Regions from separate parts of the Sus scrofa genome. Here regions 1 and 3 are each linked to region 2. Evidence: chromatin contacts called from public Hi-C and HiChIP or PLAC-seq data. All regions are on one chromosome and are shown on one strand. The core of a region is the stretch at or near the end of the contact, and the rest is flanking DNA. Distances in the headings are between cores, read along the strand shown. Region 1 holds the start of ARID3A (AT-rich interactive domain-containing protein 3A). Region 2 holds the start of CIRBP (cold inducible RNA binding protein). Region 3 holds the start of MED16 (mediator of RNA polymerase II transcription subunit 16).

Region 1 (3,022 bases), core at 263-2,762, 270 kb before region 2:
ACTGCACCACGACGGGAACTCCTGATCTGTTTGACTCTTAGGTGGAGTGGGACTTCCCTGTACTTTGGAGCTGACCTGGGGCCTGGCCCTTAAAGGGTGGCTCTTCTCTGCTAACTCCCCTGAGTCTCCCAATTCTGCCTGATCCTGGGCTGGTTGTCTCCACCCTCTCTGGTACGTGTGTGAGGGGGCAGCTGGGCTTGGCTGTTTAATAGCCTAATGGTGGAAGACTCCCAGTCACCTGCTACCATTCGGCACAAGGCACAAACAGCCTTGTGGTTCCAGAAAGGTTGGGTTCCAGAAAGGGGCAGGCAGAGCTCTGGTGTGGTGGGGGCGCTCCCCTGCACTATCCCCTGACTTAGGAGTCCCCCAGAGAGCAGGCCTGCAATGGGGGCGGGTGATGTGTTAGGGAGGACCCCAGAAGATGGTCAAGCTGTGCATCATAGAGGAGAGGGCTGCCCACCCCCCACACAAGATTAGGGACTCCAGTCCCTCCCCTTGGGGGCCCTTGAGAAGTGCCAGCCCTCTGGGTGGCCCCCTCCAGCCCTCTATACTTCTATTGTGGTGTTATCTGGGCTGCAGCCTGGGCCCCTGAGATTAACTCCCAAGGGTGGCCCCAGGGGCTCACAGCCTGGTACCTGAGTGCACACCCCTGCGCCCACCTTCCCAGTAACCTACTCTGGGCCTCAGTTTCCCGCTCTCTGAATTGGAGATATTAAAAGAGTCTCCACTACACGATAATGTGAACCTCATGTGGGCACATGGCCTAATAACCAAGAGCTCAGAAGTGTAAGTTATTATTATTGAACTACTATTACCAAGAAGATAACCTTGTCTCTCCTGCTGGACGGCGTGGGTAGTCAGGTTCCCAAGAGGAGGTGACCATCGAGGGTAAGGGTCTTCAGGAGTTAGCGATGTGCTCTCCCAGGGATCCAGGACGCACTTTCCCACCCCAACGCCTTTGCCAGCACGGTTTGCCCCCGCCCCCCACCGCGGGGCCTGGCAGACGCGCCATCTCCCAGACCCCTCCCCACCGCGCAGAGCCCCCAGCGCAGGGCCCCTCCTTCAGATCCAGCCATCCAGCCCTGCCCTCTTTTCCGGTCACCGCGGCTCCTTTCTTTACCAGGTCTCTAATCCCCATTTTCCAGATAGAGAAACAGAGGCACCACTAGCGGGGTGGGGGGGGCGGTGAAGCTGCTTTCTTAAGTTGCTTAGTCTAAGGGGCAGAGGTGAAACTCTGAGCCCGGCAGATCTATCCCGGGTGCTCGGTAAGATGGGGGGGGTTCCCCAACTGGGCTCGGGTCTCCTAAGCCCGTAGAGGCGGAGGCTCAATTTCCTAACCTCCCCTCCTGCTGGGGCGCTCCCAGCCCCGCCCGCGCCCTTGGCGTCCTGTGCGCTTCGGGCCGCAGCGCGCACTTTGCCCACCGTCCCTAGATAGGGGGCGGGGCTTCCAGCGTCCCTGTTCCCCTTCCCTTTTATTATTTATTATCACTTAAAGGGGCAGCGACCAGAAATTTTCCGTCCACTCTCTCCCCCTCCCCAACACCTCTTGGGCTCGTCGAGCTTCGTGCGACCGAGCGCCGGGGGCGAGGGGGCGTCCGGGAAGGGGGAGGGGGCCTCGCGAGACCCCTCCCCGCGTCCCGGGCCCCGGCGCTGATTCACCGGCGAGGTATTTGCATCTGAGAGCGATTTGTCACCCGGTGATTTGTCTGCGGGGCGGTGAGCGCGCCGGTGGGGGGAGGGGAGGGGCGGGGGAGGCCGCGCGCGGGGAGACTTTTACCAATCGGGTCGGTGGGGGGTGTAGACGCGGACTCGGCCGACTACTCGGTGAGTCGGCGCGCGGCACAAACCCGGCGGTGGCCGGGAGCCAGCAGCGCGCAGCTCGCGGCCCGGGCCGGAGGCCAGGCGCGGCCGGGGCAGGGCCGGACGCCAGGCGTGGGGCATGCGCCCCCCGAGCGGGCCCCGCGCGGTGAGGTTGGGGCGGGGGGTGGACTGGCCTTTTAAATCGCGGGTTTCGTCTCGGGTGGGCACCGCTCGCCTTGGAAGCCAATAAGTGGGGGTGGTCCCCAAAGTTGTTTAGGAACGTGGGTGGGGGTCCAGGGCCGGGAAGGCGATCCCAGTGGGTAGGAGTTCGGGTGGTTTTCCCTGAGCCCCCCTTGGAGACTTCACCCCTACCATATTGCACGGAGCGGGCGCAGGGGTGACCAAGGGTCTAGAGTGTGCGCCGCACCCCCCACCCCCCCAGTCCCAGCGGAAGAAAATGGTCTCTTTGCGCGCGCGGGGGGCTATGGTCTGGGTTACTTCATTTATCCTTCTTGGAATCGGTTGTTTTATTCCGGGCCCCCGAGGGAAGCGGGAGCGCCGGGTGGGGAGGGCAGTTCCCTGGCGACCCTCCCCAGGTTGGATGGTGTATTTATAAAGTGTCGGCTCTGGGGCAGAAATGGGACCCTGAAGGGGACACCATGGTGCCCGTGGCTGGGGATGTGCTCGACCCGGGCCTTGACTCTTTGGCAGGGATCTCCAGGAAGAGCCCCCCCCTCCCCGCAACTCCGTCCAGTACCCCCCAGACACAAAAGCGGGCGCAGGAAGCACAGGGAGCGCGCGTTGGTCAATTCCAACGTTCCGCGGACCCCGGGAGGCGGGTTTGTCAATAATCTTCCGTTTTTAGTCGCCGGCCCGGAGGGGCTGCCCCCCCACCATGCAAATCAGCCGCTTTCCAAGAAGCCTTTGAAATCGGACTGGGGTTTCTGTCGTCTTATTTCTTCTCCCTCTTCAGTGTTTCTTTTCTCACTTCCTCCGGGCTGCCCCCTCCGGACTCTCCTAGCCCCCTCCCCAGCTTTCTGCCCCGCCCTCCCCCTCCTCTTCCCTTCGTGGAGTGAGGGCCCCCTTTCGCCACCCGCGGGCCCCAGCCTTGCACAACTCTTTAAATAACCGTGTTTTGCAAGCCCTGCGCGGAGCGGGTGACCTCTCTCTCCGGGAGGCATTGGGGGGGAGGGTGTGGCCCCATCCCTCCCTGGCTTCCTTC
Region 2 (2,756 bases), core at 222-2,721:
CTGGAGTGGGACTGGAACTTTTCTGGGGCAGGCAGCAAAGCAAAGCATGGGTCTCTGCTCTAAAATCCCCCTGTTTTTATGCAGAGGGTCTGCCCTTTTAAGACTTTCTAGGGATATAGCTTGGGCCTCTGGTCTGGGCAGGCAGGGGTCTACACTAGCATTTTGTTGTTGTTAATTTTATGCCTGCACCAGCAGCAGATGGAATTTCCTCAGCCAGGGATTGAATACCTGCCACAGCTGCAACAGTGCCAGATCCTTAACCCACTGCACCAGGCAGGAGATGAAACCCTCGCCTCAGCAGGCAACTCGCTACCCTTAAGCAGCTGTGCAAGCTTTTTCCACCCCATGGAGGGTTCTGCGACACAGAAGGTAGTGTAACCAAGGCCTGGGCAGGGTGAAAGTGGTGGCCGTGAGAGGGGCTCCCATAAAGAGGGCATGGGGATCCAGAGGAGCAGCCCTGGGGGTAAAGATCCCTGCAAACCTGGTTCTCCTGTTGCAGAGGCCTCCGGATTCGGACTTTCATACAGGAAAAAGATTCAGGGGGAGGAGCCAAGGGAGTGCAGAATAGTGTTGGGGGGGGTGCTGGAGCACGTGATTAAGGGGAGGCGGGGGCTGAGCTGAATGTTGAGGTCCAGTGGGACTCAGGGCTGCGCCCAATTGTGGGTTTGAGAGGCCAGGACAAGGTCAGCCAGCCATCTAGTGCTGGGATGCACAAAAGGGTCTGGCCAGCTGACTGGGGGTGTGGGCGTTGCACTAGACGGAGTGAAGTCAGGATGCAAGTTGGGATTTGTAGGCAAACTGGGTTGGGTGAAATTGGGGTACCCCAAAGTTGTAAAGTAGGAAGAATGGGATCATGACGAATATTTTTGGGAGGGCTTTGGGGCCAGTCACGTTAAGCGGGACATTCAGGAGCATTGGGTTCTGGGCACTCTGGGGTGTCGGTTACACGTTGGCAAATATATAAGAACTGATGTCAGGATTCATCAGTTGGGGTGTCTGAGAGCTGATCCTCAGGTGCGTATGGGGATCTGGCTGAGGTCCTATGTGGGCGATTATTGGAGCACTGCAAAGGACGGGGTTGCAGCGGCCAGGGAGCTTTCCCAGGAGGAAGCAGCAGCCTGAACCCCTTTTGTTCCCCGCCGCAGGCCAGGGACTGGCACGCGGAAGTGGGTCAGCTCCGCCCAGCAGCGCGCTGGCCCCGCCCCCCGTCATGGTCTGGAGACTGCAGACCATGCGCATCCCCGCCAGGCACTTTGACCCCCGCCAGCACGCGGGAGGGGGCGGGGTCGGCACAGGCCCAGCCCCCCAACTCATAAATGTGAGGCACAGCCACGCCCTCAGGGGCCCTGGATTGGCCGACTCGGGGAGGGGGGGATGGGGGCGGGCTTAGGGGGGGCGGGTCCCAGCGGCAGCGTACAAAAGGCCGTACCCGGAAACTGCCCCCCCTCATTCGCGCGTTAGAAGGCTCAGGCCGTTGTGCTGTGCTGTCTTCCCGCCTGCGCCAGGGACCTGCCCAACTCAGTGGTGAGGGCCCTGGCGGTACCGGCTCCGCGGGCCCGGGGCGGCGGGCGGCCAAGGCGGGCCGGCCAAGGCGGGGCGGTGGCAGCACGCCCCTGGGCGGGGGGCGGTACCGGGGCGGGTCCGGGGTGGAGTCCGCTCCGCCGGCGGAGAGGGGTTGCGGAGACCGGGCCGTGCCGCGGCCGGAGGACGTCCTCCGCGGGCTAGAGCGCCGCGAGCGGGTCACCGCCGTAAAATGGCGGCCGCGAGAGCGAGGCTGCGCCCAGCGAAATGGCGGGAGCCCCGGGTACCCGGATGGAGTGGCGCAAGCCGCAGGCGGGGCGCATGCGCGGGGGCGGGGCCGGGGCTACTCCCCTCTTTCCTGTTGGAGTTGTGTGAGGGCGGCACATCATGGGTGCCGCCCACTCTCCGATCCCCAGGTTTGGGCCCAAACTTGCAAGGGGTTGCAAGGCTGCGGGTCGTCTTCAGGCCTGGTTTTGGAGTCATTCAGCGCAGGCCCCTTTCCTGTAAAGGGTCGCTTTAAGTCAGCACCTCCCCACATCCCGCTCCTTTTTAACATCATAGCACCCTACAGTAGACCAAGCACTTTGCCGCCCCTGTATAATAGAGAGGGTTAGAAGTTAGCTCCCTCCCCACCCCCCGACATGTTAGCAAAAGACAGAAGCCAGTGTGCACTCAGCCGGTGGCAGTGGAGATTGATGCCTTCCTTCATTGTCCAGCCCTAAACGTCCTGAGAGGGTGTCAGCGTAGCTGGAGTTTTGGGGTCCCAAATCCAGGCAGCACTGAAGAGTGCTTGCTGCAGAACCGCGGTCTGGCCCTAGCCTTCCGGGAGCCCCCAATTTCGGGAGTGGAGTTGGCCCAAGCACAGAAAAGGGGCAAGGGGGAGTGATAAAGGAATCAAGGGCTTGTTTGAATTAAGCCCTAGGTATGAGCTTGGGATGGTTAAAGGGCACAAAAGCAATTTTCCAATGTTTGTCCCAGGAGCGTGTGTTATTTGTCTAAAGTAAAAAACGGCGAGGGGGTGATTCTCCCGGCCCCTGCAGGACCTCTGAGGATTTCAGTGGTGTTTGCCACAGGTGACCATGGCATCAGACGAGGGCAAACTTTTCGTTGGAGGGCTGAGCTTTGACACCAATGAGCAGTCGCTGGAGCAGGTCTTCTCAAAATATGGGCAGATCTCAGAAGGTGAGGCTGGTTCCAGATTGGCTGGCAGCTGAGCAAGGCCGCTCACAGGGAGA
Region 3 (3,146 bases), core at 36-2,535, 300 kb before region 2:
GAAGCTGGACCAAGCCCAGGGTCATCAAGGAGCGGCAGGGGGCCCATGTTGCTGGAACTGAGTGAGAGGAAGGGAGGGGTAAAGTGAGGGTGGGGTGGGTCATGCAGGGCCTGCGCTTTCACCCTGAGTGAGGTGGGAGCCCCAGGGGAGCTGAGACCTTCTTATGTTTCACACACCCCTCTGGCTGTCTGGAGAGAAAGGCTTAGGGACAGGGTGGGGGTGACCATGCCAGTCCAGGTGAACAATGATGGGGACCATGAAGCAGTGAGGAGAGGTGGGACTGCTCTATCCTTAGAGAAGCCTTTGGCAGAGGCAAGGAGGCAGGATGGGGGGCAGGCAGCAGCTTGGTGCAGCACTTCAAAGGTAACAACCGCAACGGAAACAATGAACATTTCCACCTGCTGTCTATGTGCCGGGCATTGATTACGGTTATTTTCACCGTTACCAGAACCCAATGAGACTGTATGACCAACCCATCTTTCTCAATCACTTCCCCCAGGCCTCCCGCTTCCTCAAGCCTTGGCCAGGAACCCCAAGGCCCTGCCCAGAGGCCCCTTCAGCAGTCTTTAAGCTCTGCCCTCAAAGCTCTCCAGCCCCGCCCCCTACAATATTTGCTTTCCAGACCCCAGTCCCAATTTGCCCCTTGTGTTCCCAGGGATAGCTTAAATTTGTTCTCTCCCCAGGGTCTCCCAAACAACTCGCCTCCCTATAACCACCTCCAAATTCCCAACCCTCCAAGTCCCGCCTCTTTTTGCCACTTCAGGCTCCACCCCAGGGACCACTACCCAATAGCCAGGTGCTGGTCTCCAGTGGCCGCCTTCCAGCCCACCAGAATCCCCAGGCCCCTCCCCAGGAAAATACAGCCTTAGACCTCCCAACCCCTGATCAGGTTCCAGGCCCAGCCCCGATTTTCCCCAGCTCGGAGTGCCCGGATTCCCAGACGCCTCAGACTTTCCCCCAAGTTTCCGTCGCGACCCCCCCCCCCCGCCCAACGTGCTCCCGGGCGCGTACCCAGCACCCCTTGCTCTCCAGGCCCGCCCTCTAACCCTACAGGCCCCGCCCCCGGCCCGCTAGTCGCCGCCGCGGCCGTAGGCACCGTCCTGAGGCCGGCCCAACGCCCAAGTCCCCAGTCCCCGCTCACCGGGACGGCCTGTTCTCCCAGCCGAGCGGACGGCCACGGCCTGCACTCCACCTATCGGCGCGGCTACGGCACCGCCATCTTCCCCGGATCAACGAGTCGCCCACGTAGCGCGGCCGTTTCCCGGAGACTTCTGGGACAGCAGCGGCTCCGGCCCCGCCCCACTACCGATATAATTTGCATACATACATTGATAGTTTCCCAACAGCCACCCGAATTATATTTCGTGAAAGAACACTTTCTCAACTTCAGTGAGTAGCCTCATTCTGTTAAGCTATTGTTGCACTGATATCAGAAAAGAAGAGACAAGTTACTGAGTATTTTTCTTCTAAACGGAATTCACCCTTAGCGTAAAGTATTTTATACTCCGCCCTATAAATAGCGGTCGGGTTAACCCCGGTGTCGTGCTCGCTTCGGCAGCACATATACTAAAATTGGAACGATACAGAGAAGATTAGCATGGCCCCTGCGCAAGGATGACACGCAAATTCGTGAAGCGTTCCATATTTTGCTTTTCCTTGCTTCTTTTCCCCGTAAGCAAGACGGCTTAACCAGTCGTGGGCTTCTCTGGATTCACTCGTCTCCCGCTATCAAAAGCTGGTTCTTTTTCTGTCGGGCTCTCCCCAGTTGGGAAAGTCTTTTCTAGGAAGACCTCCTGATATTTCGGGGAAGGTGTACTGGGCTGCAGTTAGCGCCTGGGCAAAGGTATGGGGGCCGGGCTCAGGGAATCGGAGTGGGAAGAAAACAGCCAGCTAGGGGCAGCCGCAGGACCGAGTCTGTGTGTCAGTGCAGGAGGCCTGTGGAGTCCCCTAGAGCCACCACACCCGCGCCCTGAAGTCCAGACTGGCCTCCAGGCACCAGAAATTCGGTCCCCTTCACAGGTGGGAGCCTCCAAGCTGGTTAATCCAGTATCTCCTGATGTCCTCTGAGCCATTTGGATTTCCATTATTTAGCATCTGTGTTTAAAACTTTTTAAAATGCCTGTTAAAATGGAACTCAGCACACTTAGCACCCAGTTCTTGGTTTCTAAACGTTGCCCCAGTGAAAGGAACTGGGCTCCTGGGCGAAATGCCTGGTTCTAGAAGGCAGCACAAATATGCAGAGGAGCCCGGTGCTCAAATAAATAAATACCCCGCCTCAGTGAGACAGGAATCACTGAAAGAGCTCCCAGTATCCAAACCTGGAACAATCTGAGCAACAAAATGAAAGGATATTGTGTTGTAACCCAAACAAGAAAGCGAATGTCCAGGCGTCTGTACTGATATAAACAGTTAAATAAATAAATACACAGGGGGAAAGAGACAAATGTCACCTGCAGGATTCCCAGTAATTGAGGCAGATAATCCATCTTCAGGGAAATGGAGATCAGGGTGAGGTTCAACAGTGAGGAGCCCTGTGGACAGCAGGGACCCCTGATTGGGGCCAGGTGAGAAGGGCAATCAGGATAAAAGCAGATAACCCAGGGTGACACAATTTAAAGACACTGGTAGGAGGCCGCATAAAGATGTAGGCAGAGGCTGGAGGGATGTGGCCAAGAGCCAAGGGAAGTCAGAGCCCCCAGAATCTGGAAGAGATGGGGAATACCCTCCCCTGGTGCCCCCAGAGGGAGCTCAGCCCTAAGTCTCCTTGATCTTGGCCTCCAGAACTGGAAGAGGCTAAATTCCTGTGGTTTTAAACTGCAGCGTGGTGTACTTTGTTCCAGCCACCCAGGAAGCTCACATGAGTGATCTTTTTGGAGGTCACAAAGCTGGGAAGTGGTGGAGCTGAGGTCTGAGCCCAGGCACCCGGGAGGGATTGAGCCACACAACAGAGCCAAAATGACCCTCTCAGTGACATCTGCCCTCCCTCCCACACCCCACACACCTGCCTCTACATGAGGTGTCAGTCGGTGCCAAGCCTCATACCCTGAGGCCTGCATCCCTTGATGACCAGGATCCAAGGGCACTGTGAGCATTCACGCACCCAGCCCTGCCCCAAAGGAAAACCCTGCAACTGGAGACCAGAGCAC

The links. Hi-C and Micro-C count contacts between places; a contact is called where the count stands out from the background. HiChIP or PLAC-seq counts read pairs in DNA pulled down with a chosen protein or histone mark.
Region 1: a contact with region 2 is called in an H3K27ac HiChIP or PLAC-seq map of alveolar macrophages. The contact joins the promoter of ARID3A here to the promoter of CIRBP in region 2. A contact is called at or near these places in 2 of 5 promoter capture datasets (fetal liver and liver), 1 of 47 Hi-C or Micro-C datasets (liver) and 1 of 2 datasets of contacts at active chromatin or transcription factors (alveolar macrophages).
Region 3: a Hi-C map of liver shows a contact between it and region 2, with 5 times the contacts expected there. The contact joins the promoter of MED16 here to the promoter of CIRBP in region 2. A contact is called at or near these places in 1 of 47 Hi-C or Micro-C datasets (liver) and 1 of 2 datasets of contacts at active chromatin or transcription factors (alveolar macrophages).

The regions. Positions count from the first base shown.
Region 1 is chr2:77,463,406-77,466,427 of Sscrofa11.1, reverse strand. It overlaps ARID3A (AT-rich interactive domain-containing protein 3A), which reads left to right and starts at 1,512. Exons shown (of 9, transcript XM_013994805.2): 1 at 1,512-1,697. It overlaps LOC102160393 (a long non-coding RNA gene), which reads right to left and starts at 1,349. Exons shown (of 3, transcript XR_001307031.2): 1 at 816-1,349.
Region 2 is chr2:77,193,012-77,195,767 of Sscrofa11.1, reverse strand. CIRBP (cold inducible RNA binding protein) reads left to right here and starts at 1,471. Exons shown (of 5, transcript NM_001246197.1): 1 at 1,471-1,524; 2 at 2,562-2,703. The coding sequence starts at 2,601.
Region 3 is chr2:77,489,092-77,492,237 of Sscrofa11.1, reverse strand. MED16 (mediator of RNA polymerase II transcription subunit 16) reads right to left here and starts at 1,285. Exons shown (of 16, transcript XM_005661362.3): 1 at 1,142-1,285. It overlaps R3HDM4 (R3H domain-containing protein 4), which reads right to left. Exons shown (of 8, transcript XM_003122984.3): 8 at 3,132-3,146.